Regions from separate parts of the Sus scrofa genome. Here region 2 is linked to region 1. A link is a contact called in public Hi-C data. All regions are on one chromosome and are shown on one strand. The core of a region is the stretch at or near the end of the contact, and the rest is flanking DNA. Distances in the headings are between cores, read along the strand shown.

The links. A called contact is a pair of places that touch in the nucleus more often than the background predicts.
Region 2: a Hi-C map of retroperitoneal adipose tissue shows a contact between it and region 1, with 1.6 times the contacts expected there. The contact joins two enhancer-like sites. A contact is called at or near these places in 4 of 47 Hi-C or Micro-C datasets (embryonic fibroblasts, liver, retroperitoneal adipose tissue and 1 more) and 2 of 2 datasets of contacts at active chromatin or transcription factors (alveolar macrophages and skeletal muscle).

Annotation. Positions count from the first base shown.
Region 1 is chr13:96,343,764-96,347,628 of Sscrofa11.1, forward strand. The region is part of intron 9 of KCNAB1 (potassium voltage-gated channel, shaker-related subfamily, beta member 1); the gene reads left to right. It overlaps LOC102161293 (a long non-coding RNA gene), which reads right to left. Exons shown (of 2, transcript XR_307003.3): 2 at 1-1,975. Among named protein-coding and RNA genes, the nearest start is that of SSR3, 44 kb to the right of the region's middle. Within about 2 kb of position 1,313, at least 4 of the 83 cell types and tissues checked have an H3K27ac peak or open chromatin away from gene starts, as enhancers often do. A contact at or near this core is called in retroperitoneal adipose tissue, where this site is marked.
Region 2 is chr13:96,920,113-96,923,659 of Sscrofa11.1, forward strand. It overlaps LOC106505729 (a long non-coding RNA gene), which reads left to right. Exons shown (of 3, transcript XR_002337734.1): 3 at 1-1,241. Among named protein-coding and RNA genes, the nearest start is that of CCNL1, 83 kb to the right of the region's middle. Within about 2 kb of position 1,974, at least 52 of the 83 cell types and tissues checked have an H3K27ac peak or open chromatin away from gene starts, as enhancers often do. A contact at or near this core is called in retroperitoneal adipose tissue, where this site is marked.

The DNA of each region.
Region 1 (3,865 bases), core at 63-2,562:
TGTTCAAGGTGGAGGAAGGGAATGGCCAGAGGGCCAGAGGTTTTCAGGTTTAATCTCCTTGAAGGGGACTTGAAGCCTGTAACAGTTCTATACACATTATCTCATGTCAGACTTTGAAAGATCAATATAGCCTCACTTTACAGATGGGGAGTTGGGATACTTAGAGAAACAAGTTGACTTACAGCTTTTATAGAGACCAGTTATGGGTCAAGGGTCCAGGGAGCGAGAGAGAGAACTGCCTGTGGCCTGGAGGTTAAATATTGATGATGATTCAACCTAGAAAGGAGTGCACAGGAATATTTTAAACAAATTTTCCCATAGTTTAGATAATGTTTCTCAAACACTACGATTTGAGAGCTAATGTAAATAATATAAAGGCCCAGGCTCACTGCAGTAGGCCAGGAGCTGGACCTCTGCATTTTTTCAAATTTCTTAGGTGATTCTAATTCCTACTAAAGTGTGTATGTGTACATATGCATGCATGCATGTCACAGGGACCGTTTGCATATGCACTAAAGCAAATAATTAAAGGTTAAAGTATAACATAAAGCATTTAGATTAGACAAAAGAACAGAAGAGGAAGTATGGGAGGAAATTGATACTCACTGACACGGCTTACTTGGGGATGGTATAAAGCAGTGTTTCTCAAACTTTAGTCTGCATCAGAATTGCTTGGAGAACTGCTTAAAATAGACTGTTGGGCACCACCCACATCCAGAACTTGTAATTCAGTAGATCTGAGGTAAGGCCCTAGGATTTGCATTTCTAACAAGTTTCCAGGAGTTCCCTTCGTGGCTCAATGGTAGTAACAAACCTGACTCCTATCCATGAGGACTCAGGTTCGATCTCTTGGCTCACTCAGTGGGTTAAGGATCCAGCATTGCCACAAGCTCCGGGATAGGTCACAGATGAAGACTGGATCCCCATCTCAGACCCCATGTAGGCTAGCAGCCACAGCTCCTATTTGACCCCTAGCCTGGGAACTTCCACATGCCACAGGTGCAGGCCTAAAAAAAAAAAAAAAAAAAAAAAAAAGTTCCCAGAAGCTGCTGCTAGTGATGGTGGCCACACTTCAGTACCCATGATGTAGACAAAACCCTGGCTACACACCGGAATCATCTCAGATTAGTTTTTAAAATATTGATGCCTGGCCTCATCCCCAGAGAGTCAGATGCAACAGAACTTCCATGGAGTCCAAACAGTGTAGTTTTCAAAGCTCCCTGAATGTTTTAATGTGCATCCAGCGTTGAGAACCATTAGTGCTAAGGCTTCCCTAAGGCTTCCTGGAAAAGTGAAAGAGTCTGGGCAAGGGGAGACACATTGTCCTGAGTTGCCAGATTTAATCAGTTTGTCTGCATGTCCTTTCCCAGAGGTAGGTGAATGCAGTGCACTAAATGATTTTCCTAATGACCTTTCCCCCATTCAGAATTGATGTTCTGACTAGGATGTTTTTAAAATGCATTTCTGGGGAGTTCCCTGGTGGCTCAGTGGATGGTGGATCTAGCATTGCCACTACTTTGGCTCGAGTCTCTGCTGTGGTGAGGGTTTGATCCCTGATCTGGGAATTTCCACATGCTGCAAGCATGGAGAGAAAGAGAGAGGGAATGAGGGAGGAAAAGGGAGAGGAGCATTTCTGTGATCTAAAAGTAAAGCAAGCATTTAGACTTTTAATTTTTTTTCTTAACAATGCTGCCCCCTAGTGTCCTTTAGTAGAATCTTGTTTAAAAACCCACCTCAGCCATCAGTACAGTAATTTCCTATTAGCTAAACAACGTGGATGATTTTTCTCTGACATTAAAAAAGGAGGGGGAGGAGGGGAGAAGAAATTTAATAGCATCAAATTAAACTTTGTTATGACAACATGAATCGCCAGCTGTGGCTCTCAGTTCTCTGCATTCCTCCTTGTATTCTGTGCTGCAGCTTCCTCTCTGGATATGGACTCCTTTAGTCCTTTCTGCATTCCATCAGCCCTTCCCTGCAAAGTCAGTGGCCAGACAAATCAGGCAACAAAAAAGTACCATCACCTAAAGTTCCCAGGGCTTTGGGGTGTCTTGCATAGGCCCTTCCATGCTCAGAATTGTTCTCACTTTTTCCTCACTTCTTACCTCTTTTCAACTAATTGATAGTTTATAGAGAATAGATTTCATCAAATGGGGGCTCCCCTGTCTTCCTGTGATGACTTCTCCAAACCTCCTGGGTACCTACCATCTTGCTGGAAGTGTCCTTCTCACCCACAGGAGTGTGGTCCTCCTCCACCTCACGCTGCCATTTTCTCGCACCCCCAAGCTTCCATCCTCAATAACTCCCCTATCTAAATCACTGCCAATGGCATACAGGGTTACTCTTACATCTTTCAGCTTTAAAATAAACCTCTCCTTTGACCCTAAATACCCCTTTAGCTACTGCCCTCTTTCTCTGCTCCCATTTCCTAACTTGAGTCCAATCTGGGTGTCTCTAATACCTTTCCTTCCCCACACCCATGATTCCATCTGCTCCAGCCTAGCCTTGGTCCTGTCACACCACAGACACTGACACAGCCCTTTTCATGACCTGCTATGACCTCCCTATCGGAAGGCCAAATCCAGTGGATACTGTTTTGTGCCTTTCTGCCTTGGACGCTCGTGGCATTCCAGCCTGTGGGCACAGCTCCTTTTCCAAGCACTCTCTGTTCTTGATTCTGAACCATCCCCCTTCTGGCTTCCTGCCTGCCCCCTTGGCTGCCTATGACCCAAGAGCCCTGATGTGTCCTCTCTCTGACCCTGCACTGGCTCTTAGAACCTCTTCTCTTTTCTCTGCACAAACTTCCCTTACATAGTTTCATCCACTTGCATGGATTTAAATACAGTTAATAGACTGATAATTAACAGACTGCTTCCAGCCCAAGTTGCTTATTGTGTCATTATCCAGTTTTCTCCATTGGACATGTCCCTTTGGTCTCTCTCAGGCATCTCCATTTTTGGCATGTCCAAAGAGGGACCCTGGTTCTTTCTCCCAAACCTGTTCCTCCCTCAGTCTCTTGCATCTCAGTGAATGGCCAGTTATCTAGAAGATGCCTGATTCCTTCCTTTCCTCACTTGCCACTTTCACTCCATCTGCAAGTCTTGAGAATTCTAGCCCCTAAATAGATTTTAATCCATGCATGTCTCTGTCTTTACTACCACCTCCCTATTCCAAATCCCCATCATCTCCTGCCTGGAATACTACAGTACCTCCCTAAAAATCTTTCTGCTTCCTCCAGCTCTTCCCTCATGACTGATTCTCCACAGCATGGTCAGATAGTGTTTTGAAATGTATACTGGATCATTTCCTTACCTTAAAATGTTAGTGACTTCCCTTCAAACCCTGAATAACACACAAATAACATGGCTTTCCCTCTGTCAACTTCATCTTGTAGCCCTATCCTCCTACTGCTACAGTGACGTCCTGATTGCATGAACTCACTAAGCTCTGTCCTGCCTTTGCACATGCCACTCCAGCTGCTTAGAATGCTCTTCCCCCGTTCTTCACCTGATTGGCCTCTTTCATTTTTTATGCCTAAACTTTTCTCCTCAGGGAGACCTTCCCCGATCAACTAAATAGGTCCTCCCTCTCATTCCTTCTCTCAGCCCTCTATTTGTTTGCTCCATAACATCTCACATTTTGTAATTACCTCTGTTTACCCACTCAGGTCTAAACTCCCAGAGTCCAGGAACTTTGTGTCTGTTTTACTCACAGATGAACCCAGTGCCTGGCAAATATTAGGCTCTCATATATGTGTGTGAAATAAGGGAATGAAGGTCCAGGAAGAGTCACAACTTCCCCTCCACCTTACCTGCTCTTGTCAAAGCCTCAGTGACTCCCACATGGCCAAGTTACTGGACAGTGT
Region 2 (3,547 bases), core at 724-3,223, 580 kb after region 1:
AAAATCTGATTCCATTAGAAAAACCATTTCTTTTACGGTGGTTTTACCAATTTTCCATTGGCTCATATAATATGGTTGGTTTATTCTCATTCCAATTAAAGATGCAATTCATTAGAGTCTTTAACTTCATTAAAGCAAAGTCTTCTATTAATGTTATCAAGCATTGATGGGCTTCAAATTGGACATTCTAAGCAGGCAGGAAAACAACTTTCAAACCCTCTGATTCTGTATGAAGCATTTCTACACAAGGACTTACATTTCTGTGGTCTCGCCTGGTAAAATGTTTATTCCTTTATGCTCAGTCTCATTCATTTGATTCCTGGGTCTACGGGCCTGATAAGTTGTATAGAAGAATAATTTGTGTAGGAGGACAGTTGTGCTACTTATATTCAATCATTTAGGATTAGGAAAAATTTAAACCAATTAAGAATTCCCATCATCAGGAGTTTCTTAGAAGGAAATGACTTTTTAAGGCATATGGGAATTATCAAGAAAATCATTTTCCCTTGAGATGATGTGTTGAGTGTTGGGCAGAATAGCAAGAGGAAACGGTAATTCCCACACAAGGAAATAATTGCTATTTTCAAGGCTGGATAAAATGGGTATATTTCCCCCATGTACCTTTTCATTTTAAAAAGTAATGGAATTCGGGTACATCTTGATTATTTAGGATAATAAAGGATACATGAGGCCTGGATAGAAAAACCACAAATGGTGAGTAAAATAAGACAAACAGGGATTACTTTTTTCTGTTTATTAACACTCACACCAAGCTGTGTACTTGGTTACCATGGTCTCATGGTATCTCATGTCACAGGCTACACCATATAAAATCACAGAGGCCACCGACAGGCAGGAAGAGAGGCCTGGGCTTGTCGTCTGAGTAATACAAACAGCCCAGTGTGTCAGATGGTAGCCTGGGTGCACTGAGGCCTGATGTGCCCAGCTCAGGAGGGGCTGGTGACCACCTCATCTTTTCTCCTGCCTCTGCCTTCCCCCTAGTGGACAGCTGTGGGAAAGCGTCGTAGTTCCCCTGGGCATCTTTATGAAGGGCTGAGATCTGGCACCCCTGAGAGCTGTCCTCCCCAAGCCCTGTTCCCAGGCCCTCTTGGTCAGTTTTCTGGAGAACCAGGGCTCTGCCTGGTATGCGCTGAAATCTCCTTATGATAAGCACCATCATTTCCTGTGTCACTTCCTCCATTTTCATCTACCTCTGCCCACCTTGTCCCCAGGTGGCCAGCATCTTCCCTTGTGCAATCCCCAGGAGACCTGCCTATTCTAGAAAAGACAAATTATTCCTTTTTTCGGTCCTGCAAACTGTTGAGAACCGACACAATAATGTGCTGCTGAACTTGTCTTCACTGTAGGGGCCTCTTACGCCTCCTGTACATCCCTATAACCATTCATTTATTCATCAGATACCTACTAGGTACTGCACCCTGTGCCAGGCCCTGGAGACACAGAAGAAACTGGGCCAAGGTTCCTGCATGGAGGAGTGAACAGCACAGAGAAGTGACAGTTCCTCCATCAATTGCCATGTGATGACGTTCACACCACTAAAAAGACAACAGCGCTGTGCTGTGGGAACAAAGGGAGTGGAGGCAGAGGCTTTGGGGTTTGTTGTGGGTTCTTGTCACAGCAAGGTTAGCCCAACAACTGCTTTGTTCTAATGACTCAGAAAAATAAATGAGGCTGGCACAGGCCACCCTGACACCACACACCTCTAGAATACCCTGGCTGCGCTGCATATTTTCATCCCTGGCGAAGTCACAGTGTTCTGACTATCCCAGCCTGTGTGGATGCTGCTAAGAGGAGGCAGACATCACCATGAGCTCCCTTAGATGACGCACTGCTTGATGTTCCCACTGTGGCAGCCCTCGGCTCCTGCCAACACTCTGCTCTGCTTTGCTCACTTCAAGCCTCCCTTACTTTTGCTGAGGCCCTATTTTCCTCATCGCTGATTCACAGATATGGGAGACCTAGAAAGAAAAAAAAGGGTAATTATCTCAAATGACTCAGGAGCCCTCTTGGACCCTGTGATCTGTATATAGACTTGCATTGTAAAAGCTGAGGGTAATAATATTGTCATCTGTGTAGGAAAAGCTGGAAGAAAAACAGATCAACATTATGCTGAACTCCTAGCTCCTAGCAAAAATTAGTGTAGAGATGATGAATTCTCAGCCTGTGGCCTGACAGCTGAATATCTCATCGAGGGATGAAGGTGCCTGTAAAGAGTCCCAAAAGAGGAGGAGTTCCCGGGTTGAGGGCCGCATTGCTCATCTCTCTCTCTGCCCCCCCTTTCCCCCTCTCCCTCTCTCCTCTCTCTCTGATGCAATAAACGTTTATGGTATGAATGGCTGCCACCTCCGGTCCCGTCAGGCCCCCCGTGGAGGAAACCCAGTTTGAGAAATGAAACTAACTGGCCGGCCCTAGACCCCTAGAACATGATTTAAGATTCATGAACAAAGAGGAAATGACTTGTCTGCTACAAAACTGCTGAGAACGATGACAATCAAGGAAGGATGGGAATCACCTATAAGAGAGGAAAGGCGAATGGACTGTCGCTCCACTTCAGGCTAACGAGTTGGGGAGTGGGGCGGCGGGGGAGGTGAGACGGAGGACAAATCACCTCCTGGTCTTGGCTGGGGGAGGAGGCGCAGTAGCACTAGCGGGGTCCTCACAGCGACAGAGGCGGCCATTGCGCCCCCAGCGGAGAAGGGTGGAGCAGCAGAGAGTGCCTGTGATATGGGCTGTAGGACTGCGCTGGGCTGGCCAGACTTGTGGATCCCCTAAGAGGCACCCCCCTCAAGGTCTCTGATCCCACCACAGCCCTTCCCACCCTCTGGCAGAGGAGAGCTGGCGCGAGTCCCCGAGGAGGCAGAGCGTGTGTACTGGATGGGGTGGAAGAGGTGAGAAGACAGAGCCAAAAATCTTGGGAATTGACCTGAAATCCTTGGTTTTCCCTAAGGCTGTTGTGGCCTGGAGGAAGGGAAATTACATTATAACTATAAATATTGTGCACTCTGCACATTTTGTAATTAGTCTAAAGAAACTCCTGCAGCCTGTTTTAGGATTGTGTACATTCAAATTATCTTCCTGTGTCCTAGCTCTGGGTTCCATACAATCCTTATTCTTCCTGCATTTCTGTTTTTCTTCCATTTACCCTTAATAGCACCCATAATTCATTCGTTTTTCTCAGCAAATATTGATTGAATGCCCACTCTTTGCCAGGTCATACTAGGAACCAAGAATAAAATGTCAGCAAAACAGACATGGCTCCTGCCCTCATGCAACTTACACAATAGAAAAGGAGATGACCTTGATCAAATACCCATGCAAATTAACATGACATTGCAATGTGTGATGCCCTGAGTACATAACAAGGGGTTTGACTTAATATGGGATGTCCGGGAAATCTCCAAGGAATTGATGAGTCAAATGAAATCTGAAGAAATAGGATTAACTAGAGCAGGAGGGTCCTGTGCATCTCTGTAGAGAGATGGCACTTGTGTCTTCAAGATTGTGAAAGACATGAGTGTGACCAGAG